2 separate regions of the Mus musculus genome follow, and region 1 is linked to region 2. The links are chromatin contacts, called in public HiChIP or PLAC-seq maps. All regions are on one chromosome and are shown on one strand. Each heading gives the region's core, a stretch centred on a gene start, on an enhancer-like site or on the middle of the called end of the contact. The rest is flanking DNA. Distances are from core to core; before and after follow the strand shown.

The links. HiChIP or PLAC-seq counts read pairs in DNA pulled down with a chosen protein or histone mark.
Region 1: an H3K27ac HiChIP or PLAC-seq map of extraembryonic endoderm stem cells shows a contact between it and region 2. The contact joins the enhancer-like site here to the promoter of Zzef1 in region 2. A contact is called at or near these places in 1 of 39 promoter capture datasets (pre-B cells), 1 of 484 Hi-C or Micro-C datasets (cortical neurons), 2 of 115 datasets of contacts at active chromatin or transcription factors (extraembryonic endoderm stem cells and pancreatic cancer cells) and 2 of 9 other capture datasets (adipose tissue and liver).

The regions. Positions count from the first base shown.
Region 1 is chr11:72,499,871-72,504,626 of GRCm38.p6, forward strand. The region is part of intron 9 of Spns3 (spinster homolog 3); the gene reads right to left. Among named protein-coding and RNA genes, the nearest start is that of Spns2, 12 kb to the left of the region's middle. Within about 2 kb of position 2,636, at least 65 of the 459 cell types and tissues checked have an H3K27ac peak or open chromatin away from gene starts, as enhancers often do. A contact at or near this core is called in adipose tissue, cortical neurons, extraembryonic endoderm stem cells and 1 more, where this site is marked.
Region 2 is chr11:72,793,570-72,798,101 of GRCm38.p6, forward strand. It overlaps Zzef1 (zinc finger, ZZ-type with EF hand domain 1), which reads left to right and starts at 2,657. Exons shown (of 55, transcript NM_001045536.2): 1 at 2,657-3,081. The coding sequence starts at 2,728. Cyb5d2 (cytochrome b5 domain containing 2) reads right to left here and starts at 2,270. Exons shown (of 4, transcript NM_001024926.3): 1 at 1,944-2,270. The coding sequence starts at 2,193.

The DNA.
Region 1 (4,756 bases), core at 1,386-3,885, 290 kb before region 2:
TCTAAGACTCAGGCCCCTTGAAGCCCCAGAGGCCTCCCAGGACAGGGATAGTGGGAAAGGAGTGTAGTGCTGAACAGAGACACTCGTCAGAGTTCACACTTGAGCTGGGAGAACCTGTCTAGCTATGAACACAGTGGTAGGCAGCATCTCAGTTCAGGGATCCAGACATCAGCACAGGTAGGTGTGACCAGTGCAGGGCAGCTGTGCCAGGGAGGCTCACACAGCTCCGAGCAAGAAGGTAAGGGCATCAAGAATGCGACTTCTGGAGTCAGTCAGTCTGGGGTCTACTCCCGATCCCTACCCATTAGCTGTGCGTCTTTGGGCAAGTCGCTTCAGCCATTCCTGTCTCCTCTCTAAATGGGATAATGATAGTACCCACCTTGAGGGCTGTGCTCAGTGTTGTTCAGTTTATACATAGAAGCTTCACATGAATAGCTATCCTGCTGACAGAAGGCTCTGGGCATGTGTGCTTCCTGCCTGGCAGGCATTCCCTCACTGGGCCTACTGTGCAGCACTATTTATCATTTATGACTTACCCTTATGTCACCTCCTCTGTGAAGCCCTCTCAGGTTTAGGGGCCTGCCTTCACACACACACACACACACACACACACACACACACACACACACACACACGCCCAGTTGGGCACCACAGTTAAATGAGGGTATGCCCCTGGCACTGGGAGGGGTTTTGGTCCATTTCCTTACCTCTCATACTGTATTAATAGCAAAGCCCCTAATTTCTCCTGTGTCCCTGGAGTACTGTAACACACGAGGGACAGGAGGTCTGGTGAAAATCTGCCAACCAAGTAAGTCAAATAGAAACTTCTGAAAGACTCGTCTCAGGAGAAAACCTGCCAGCTCAGAGCTATTCCCTACTATGGCAGCCACAGAAAAGATTGCTGCTCTGTGGTCTTGTCCCCAAAACCTCAGTGTCCATTATCTGAGCCCATCTGCAAATAATAATAATAATAATAATAGCATTTAATGACTACTTCCTGCATGTGTTTTTATGTATCAGCTCCAACAAGTCATGAAGGAGATACGATTATTTCCTGTATTTTATAGATGGGAAAACCTTCACAGAGCAGGTAATTAAATTGCCCAGAGCAGCCCAGCCAGGAAGTAACAGGGTCCAGACTGGATGACAGGCTTTCTCTTCCCAGGGTCTGGCCTTCTGACCCTCTGCTGTTAGGGATGAGGGGAGCTGACATGTTGATGTATTCACTGCACAGCATTTAAAAGGTAGACAGTAAGGCTAAGAAGACAGAAGCAGGCCGTGGGGGCTCACACCTTTAATCCCAACAGGCAGGAGGCACAGGCAGGTGGAGCTTTCTGAGCTGGAGGCCAGGCTGATCTACACAGAGTTCCAGACCAATGAGTGTTGTATAGTGAAACCCTATCTCAAAAAAAGAAAAATTAAAAAGACGGGTTCCTTAGTGGTCCTGCCTATGGGCGGGAGAATCAATGTCTTACAGAGAGAGGTCAAAGGGGACACAGGAAGGTAGGAACCCAAAAATATGACTCTGGATTTCAGAACCGTACCAGACAGACACAGGAGGTCTGCTGGGGAGGGGCTTGTAGGTGGGCAAGGCTGATCTGTGGAGCCACTGTGGGCCATCAAATAGTATGGTGGTCACTGGGGCCGAGGTTTCTCTCCCCACATGGTGAGAGAAGCTGGGCCTCCTGCCATCCTCAGGACCTGCCAGCGCTGGAGGAGGAACCGACCACAGATCTGCACCTTCTCAGGACTTCCTTCTCACCCCATAATTATGTGATTAGTCATGGGTGGCTCTGGGAGCCGGGCTCAGCTTTGGCTCCCTGCACAGAGTCCTCCAGCAAGATCCACATGGGGCTGGGGGCTGCTCAGACCCCCCTCCCCCAGAGTAAGGTCTCTGCAAGCTGCCTCCATGGCTTCTCAATATACTGAAGCATGGGCCCCACCCCCTGCCTCCCCCAGGGTGCCTGTAACTGCCAAGGCTGGGCCGAGCAGCACCTGGCAAGCTGGGGATGGGTAATTTTGAAAATGAGTGGCTTTTGGGTTTCCAACATTCCAGGTTCACCAACTTCTGAGACAAAAACACCTGTGTTTTGGCTCACCCTTCTCAGAAAAGCAGTTCCCTTTATAGCCTGGGGCAAGAGAGGTGCAGGCAGCCACCACCTTACAGAAAGTTGGGGAGCAATCAGGAAGGACAGATTCCCTGGCAGCTTGCCTTCTGCACTCCCCAACTCAACCCCTGTGGCCAGACTCCTCTGAATGGCAGTACAGTCCCTCCTCGAGCCTCCTCCTGCTCAGGACTGGGAGGAAGAGTGAGCCATGGGGAAGCAGCCTGGGTAGGGCAGCTGGAGGCTCCTGGAGCAGAGTTAGGGATAGAGAGATACCTTCTTTTTCTTTCCAGGAGAAAAGATTGTCTCAGGCACAGCCGAGCCAGGAGGAGATGCGCAGGGAGGGTGCAGGGAATGAGCGCCTCGTGAGGATGGGTGAACAACGAGGAGATAAATAAGGAGAAATCTGCAAGGAGCCTGCAGGCTGGAGAGATAACTATGAAAATCCAGCAGCTGTGCTGAAGACTACTGGGCCAGGCCTCGGTGGGAAGTCTGCTAGCAATGCAGTTCCTGGACTGACTCTCCACCCACCCAATCAGATGATGAGGACAAAGAGCCCGCAATCAGTGACAAGCTCCTCCAGGCTTGACTCGGAAGGATGGAGTGTGAGAGCCATTGGAACAGGCAGCCCTTGGGGACCTCCTGTCTAAAAGGAGCCTAGATTCTCCCCACTGGAGAGAGTAGTGTCCTGAGGCAGGACTGGTGGGGATTAGATGACAGACACCTCCTCAGGAACACACAGGGTACAGATTTTAGCTCACTGCTCCTTTTTGGCCTGAAGCACCCTGGTAGGAGCTACTTGCCCATCTATCTATCTATCTATTGCGCATTTGAGCTGAGGTTCTCTCAGTGGTCACCTGATGGCCACAAGCTGTCTCTCATCTTAAGTAGTGGGGGACAGGCATGAAAGGCAGATTGCTAGACCACTCCTGACTGAGCTCCGCTGTCCATCCTCTCCCCTCCCCCCTCCCTTCTCCCCTCTCCCATTCCCCTCCCCCCTCTCCCCTCTCTCCTCTCAGGCACCAGCTCCCAGGAACCCACAGTCTCTCCCTCATTTTCCCATTAGAGCCTCTTTGCTCTCTCTACCAACAGCTGACCACCTGAATGTCTCCTGCTGCAATTTCCTCACAGCAACCAAAAGAGAACTTCACCTCCCGCTTAGGAGCAAGCGCAGGTAGGTACAGGGGCCCTTCTTCCACTTCCTGCACAACCTGTCCCCACATACGTCCTTCCCCTAACCTGCTTTCTCCATGGGACCTCAGTCTCCACACATGTCCCCTCCCTGGTTCCTACAACTTGGCTTTCTGCCATGTCTGCATAGTATATTCTCTCTTGTAAACTTGTGCCCCTCTAAATGATGGGAACAGAAAGGGCTGCACTCCCTGCCACCCCCACCCCATCTAGTACAGGAAGATCACTGTGGGCCACTGGGCTTAGGGCAGGCAGGAAGGCAGCAGGAAGAGCATGGAGCTAGCTAGAGCAGAAGCCTTGAAGCCATGAAGGGCTCAGAGAGCTGTAGGCTGGCTGCATGTGGCCAGCTAGCTCCCCCACAGTCCAGATTCTAGCTGGCCCCCAGAGCCACCCTCTCCCTCCCTCCCTCGAAGTTGTGGGCACACTCCTCGTTAGCACTGCAAAGCTTCTGGCTCTGTTGGGTTAATGATTCCAGCAGAGACAGACATAGGGATGCCATGTAGCCTTCACATATCATTGGGGCCGTCATGTGGAAAAGGGATCACAGTGGGGGGTAAGCAGAGGAAGCTGTGGGGGGCAGGTTCAGTGTGGCTTGAACCGCCTGAGAGAGGATGAGCTATGTAGAGGGTGGGTGTTCCCTCCAGCCGTCTCATTCACCCCACTAGGCAGGTAATGATTAGACCTTTTTATGGGCAAGGAAACTGAGGCCCAGGGCCATTTGCCAGGCCTGTGGCTGAGTCTGGCCTGGAGCCTAGGTCTCCTGTGCAGAAGGAGGGGCAGGGAAGACTGGCTATATCCAGTGATATGTTTGTTCACTAGAGCCAGAGACAGGGCTGAGCCTGAACCACAGCAGGCAGTGAACATCCTATCAACAAGGTGTTCACTCAGATCTTGTTGTCTGATGAAATGATATACATCCCCACGGTCCTTCCAAACCCAAGACACCTTTAGGAGGCAGAAGGGCCATGGGAACCTCAGGGTCACAATAGAAATCCTACCCATTAACCCCTGAGCCTGATAGCGGGCTAAACTTTCTGCAGGTCGTCTCTTCCTGCACTCTCACAACAATGGTCCTAACATTCCATCCCTGTTTTCCTTATCAGGAAACTAAAGCTCAGAGGTACAAAGCAACCCGTTAAAGTCACATGGCTTGTGAGTGATAGAGGGCAGAAGCAAGCTGAAGCCAGGGGCTGTCTCTGGGGGGGACTCTAGCCTGACCCTCTTCACCAGACAGCTGCTGGCCAGGCCACCCAAAACCCTATACCCAGTGCCAGACCGTGCCAGTCTGCCAGGAGACAGCAGGAGGGCCCTCGGTGTTTCTAGACTTAGGAGCCTTGTTATCAATCAGAGTTCACAGTTTCATAATGTTCAAAGTCCTTGTGGCTCCTCAGAAGCAGCTGAGAGGCTGAACGCAGGGCAGAGCCGGGGAAGGAACAAGCTGGACTCTGGACACCAAACCC
Region 2 (4,532 bases), core at 1,407-3,906:
CTTTTACAAAGCTAGACTAGAAAAGGACATGTGGGGCTGGAGAGATGGCTCAGTGGTTAAGAGCACCGATTGCTCTTCCAAAGGTCCTGAGTTCAAATCCCAGCAACCACATGATGGCTCACAACCATCCGCAATGAGATCTGACGCCCTCTTCTGGTGTATCTAAAGACAGCTACAGTGTACTTAGATATAATAATAAATTAAAAAAAAAAAAGAAAAAAGAAAAGGACATGTGTGAGGTATATGATTCTATTCATAGAAGGGGCAAATCCATAGGAAGAGAAAGTACACAGGAATTCCCAAGGGTTGTGGGGAGGTAGAGAATGGAGAGGAGTGGATGATGGGTAGTTTCCCTTGGGGATGAGCAAAATGTTCTGAAATTAGGTGATGATAATGTTTGTTTGTCTCTGTGCCTTTAACATAAAGACTTTTCTGTGACTTGTGCCTTAATAAAAATAAGTACTGACTATATAAATGAGTACATTTGCTTCCCTAATAGACTGTGTGGGCAGTCAGACACATCTTGGATTCCTCAGCACCTGGCCAAGGGAGGACCCATGGTAGTAGTCAATAAATGGAGCTCAAAAATTATATGCACAGAACGCAAAAGCTACTAGAGCATACTAGCCCAGAAATGGAAGCATGTATGTTCACACTTGTGCATGCATCCATGACAGCTATACCAGATGTTAGTAGTGTCCTAAAGTGCACTCAAGTGGCAAGAAAAAACTCTTGATTCCAGTCTAGCATTGCTTCTAACTCTCCATGTCCTTGGGTAGGTCCTATCCCAGGTTAGACTGTTTGAAAAGTCTGGAGAGAAGGAAGTGAGTGATCTGTATTTAAAGGTAGCTTCCTAATTCTCCTAAATGACCGGTGGACTGCTTGAAATTTTTGTCAGTCTAGTTACCAGTCTTGCCCTGCGATCTTCCTTCCCAAATAAACAAAGAGAGAGGTATTCTCCTTGGCTAGAAAAACAACACCTTTAAAATTGGTAGCTGGGAAGCTGGCTTACTGGTTAAGAGCAGTGGATGCTCCTCCAGAGAAGCAAAGTTCCCAGCACCCAGATCACAACCATGTTTACTAGTTACAGGGATTTGAAAACCTCTTCTGGCTTCGATGGGCACCAAGTACACAGGTAGTTCAGAGTTGTACAAGGAAGTAAAACACTCATACACATAAAATAAAAATTAAAAGCTATTAGGTTGGTAGTTCTCATATCTTGTTAAGGCTTTTAGTCAAATTACATTTTCCGATCCCCTCCGTTGTTAAGGGGTAACGGGAGCACAGCAGAATGGAGTTAATTTGATAAATGTTCTTAGGAAGGCTAATATACCAAATTTTGTCAGAAGTTTTGTTTCGTGTTGTTTTAGAGCCAGCCTGGCCACAAATTCCTGGCTCAATGGATCTTTGTAGCTCAAGAGATCCTCCTGTCTCAGCCACTCCAGTTAAAACACCACTTCTGGTTTATTGTAGGTATTTTAATACTACAAAAGATACTTGCTTTCCTGTGCTCTAACTTCATTCCCCGCTTGATTCTCATTTTTTTTTTTTAAAGAAAAGCAGACAAGTGCATCTACTAGAATTAAAAAAGACTCAAATATTATATTAGGGGAAACGGAGGCGGGCGGAGGAAAGGTTATTTCGGGTCAGTCTAAAGAGCCTGAAAGCACGGTAGCTCTAGAGACCAGGTAGACTTCTGAGTGTAACCACTACCTAACAAGACACATCTTTCTCCGAATCAGTCACACAGTGCAGCAGACAGAGTCGGAGGGTACATAACTAGCACAGTTGCGTCCAAGCTGCAAACCAGGACCGTGTCCTTCCCACCGCAGCAGTCTGAGGAATGTGGGATGACGAGGCGCGGAGGAATAAATTACTGGACGAACGCAAGCCGTGGCTACGAGCCCACGCAGGAGGAAAAGGTGTGAGAGCCTCGCCGATACCTGCGAAGCCGCTATAGTGCGCCCCAGGCTCGTAGTGCCTCCTGCCAGAGGACACGTCGTAGACGCGGCCGAGCAGTGCCAAGTACAGGCCCGGGTCCCCTGGGCCGCCGCGATAGCGGGCTAGCTCCTCGGGAAGGAAGAGGCGAATACCAGGGCGGGGACCCCACCAGTCCATCAACCACACGGCCATGACAGCCACCGCCGCCACGGCCAGGCTCAGCACCACACCAAGCCCGCATATCCTCAGCATCTATACAGCAACACACCAGACACGCTTCGGAGGTAGCCACCTCTTAAGCCACCACTAAGACAGCAGAGACGCCGGCCGTGACGTCGGCAGCGCGACACTGACAGACTTCACAGCAAAGTTGACTCTTTTGCCCCCGACTCTTTCTTCTTTTCTTGTCCAGCCTAGATTCTGAACGTGAAGCGTGGAGCAGAAAAGGGGAACAGTACAGAGAAAAAACAAACAAACAAACAAACAAACAAAAAGTCCTGGCTTACAGTTTATCCGCCCTCAACAAAGATGGCGGCAGAGGCGGCTAGACGGATACGTTAACGGGTGGGTTCCCGGGCTTCATTAAGCTGTCGTGAGCAAATGGAATCCGCTTGACGGCTCCGTTGCGACATCAGGCCTCGCTCGACAGCCAGGAAGCCGGAAGTCACTGCCGCCGCTGTGGTCTCCACCCCGTCCCCGCCCGCCAGGAGCTGTCGGAGGTTGACAGGTCGTGGCTGGGAGGCGGCGGCGGCGGCGACACCTCCGAGCACCCAAGACGGAGACCCCATGGGGAACGCTCCGAGTAACAGCAGCGAAGACGAAGCGGCGGCCGCAGGGGGTGAGGGCTGGAGCCCACATCAAGATTGGGCTGCCGACTCTGGCACGACCCCCGGCCCCGGCCCTGCGGCCGCGGTGCTGCCTTCCGCCGCTGCACTCCTGGAACCCGCTCGGCTGCGAGAGGCAGCGGCTGCGTTGCGGCCCGCACCTCCCTGCGAATCCCTGGTGTCGAGGCACCACGGCGCGCTCTTGCGCTGGCTGGAAGAGCGGCTGGGCCGCGGTGAAGAGTCCGTCACCCTGGAGCAGTTCCGGGAGTTGCTGGAGGCTCGCGGCGCTGGATGTTCGGGCGAGCAGTTCGAGGAGGTCAGGGCTGGCTGGCTGGCTGGCTGGCGACAGCGGTGCGGGAGCAGGGTGGTCGCCAATAAGGTCCTGAAGAGGTGGGCGGTTGCTTTGCGGAGGCCAGCCAGGAAGCCATAGGGTCCTCGGGTTCTTAGAATGGAAGTATGGCGTTGTCCGAACTCTTTCGGAGTGCATCACTACGGAATTTTGCTACGTCTCTCGCCTTTACTAGAGGTGTGGAAAGTCCAGGCTACATTAGCTTTGTTCCGAAGAGAGGAGCAAGCCAAAAAAAAGTCTCTGCATGTGGTAGGCAGACATTTGTGCAGTTGACAGGCTTAGTTGCTTGCTGGACCTTATCAGAGTAAGACAATTACGAGAAAGGATGTGCAAAGATCAAGGGAGTGGCCATGAAAACCATTCTGTTTTACTGGCCTGTGCAGGAATCTTGTAGAGAACCATCTGAGTCTAATGTGGAAGGAGGGTAACATTACACTGAAAAGACTCATTCTGCAAGCCGTTCATGACTATAAAATACTAGGTTTTGTTTGGTTGGTTGTTTTTTGTTTGTTTGTTTTTTTTTAACAAGTATACACTGGATTTTAAATCATTGAAGAACTTGTTCCAGGCTCATTTGAAACCTTATCAAACCTAAAGTTGATAGGGAAGCGTTAGTTTTCTTGTACTTATGAAATTTCTCCTCATATCTCTACTGAACATTTTGGTTTATGGTTTGGAAAAAACTGACCCAGAGTTAGCCTATAAATCATTTCACTAGCAAAGTTGAGAGTATCTCACAAACCTCTTGATTCCCACCCCATTCCCTTAGGTCCCTATTATCCTGCTCCCTGAAGTCTTATTAATTCCACAATGTTAGGACAAAAGGTTTTTAATGAGTAAGCCATGTAAAATTGTCAGTCATTGATTGGTTAGTGTGTAAAGCAAGAAACCCACAGTCACTTGTAACATAATTTAAAAGTTCTGTTTCCTCTAAATCAGAGGCTCTTGAAATATTTCGAGAATGTCGCCTGCAAATGATAAAAATGCCTACATAATATATTTTGTAAGTTTCCCTGTAAAAACTGCTTTAGTGCATTCTAACTCTCAAAAATACGGTGATACAAGACTGTAATACCAGACTTTGAAAGGCAATAGCAGGAGGATCAATTCAAGGCCATTATAAGCTACATAGTTTGAGTACAGCCTATGCTAGACTCACTTTGAGAAGGACTGTCTCAAAGGTCTAAAACATATATGCATTCACATTATAACCACACACAGTTAGTAAAAGGTCTTTATTAAAATAAAATTTCCAGGATATTCCTGGGAAGCACACATACATGATTCTCAAAACTTAAGAGACTGAGGCAGGCAAGTCTCTGACTCAAAAAAACCTAGAATACTCATAATATGCTCATTATAGTACCCACATCTTTTATGAGAATATGAAACCTTGGTAAAAAGAACTGTGCAGACTT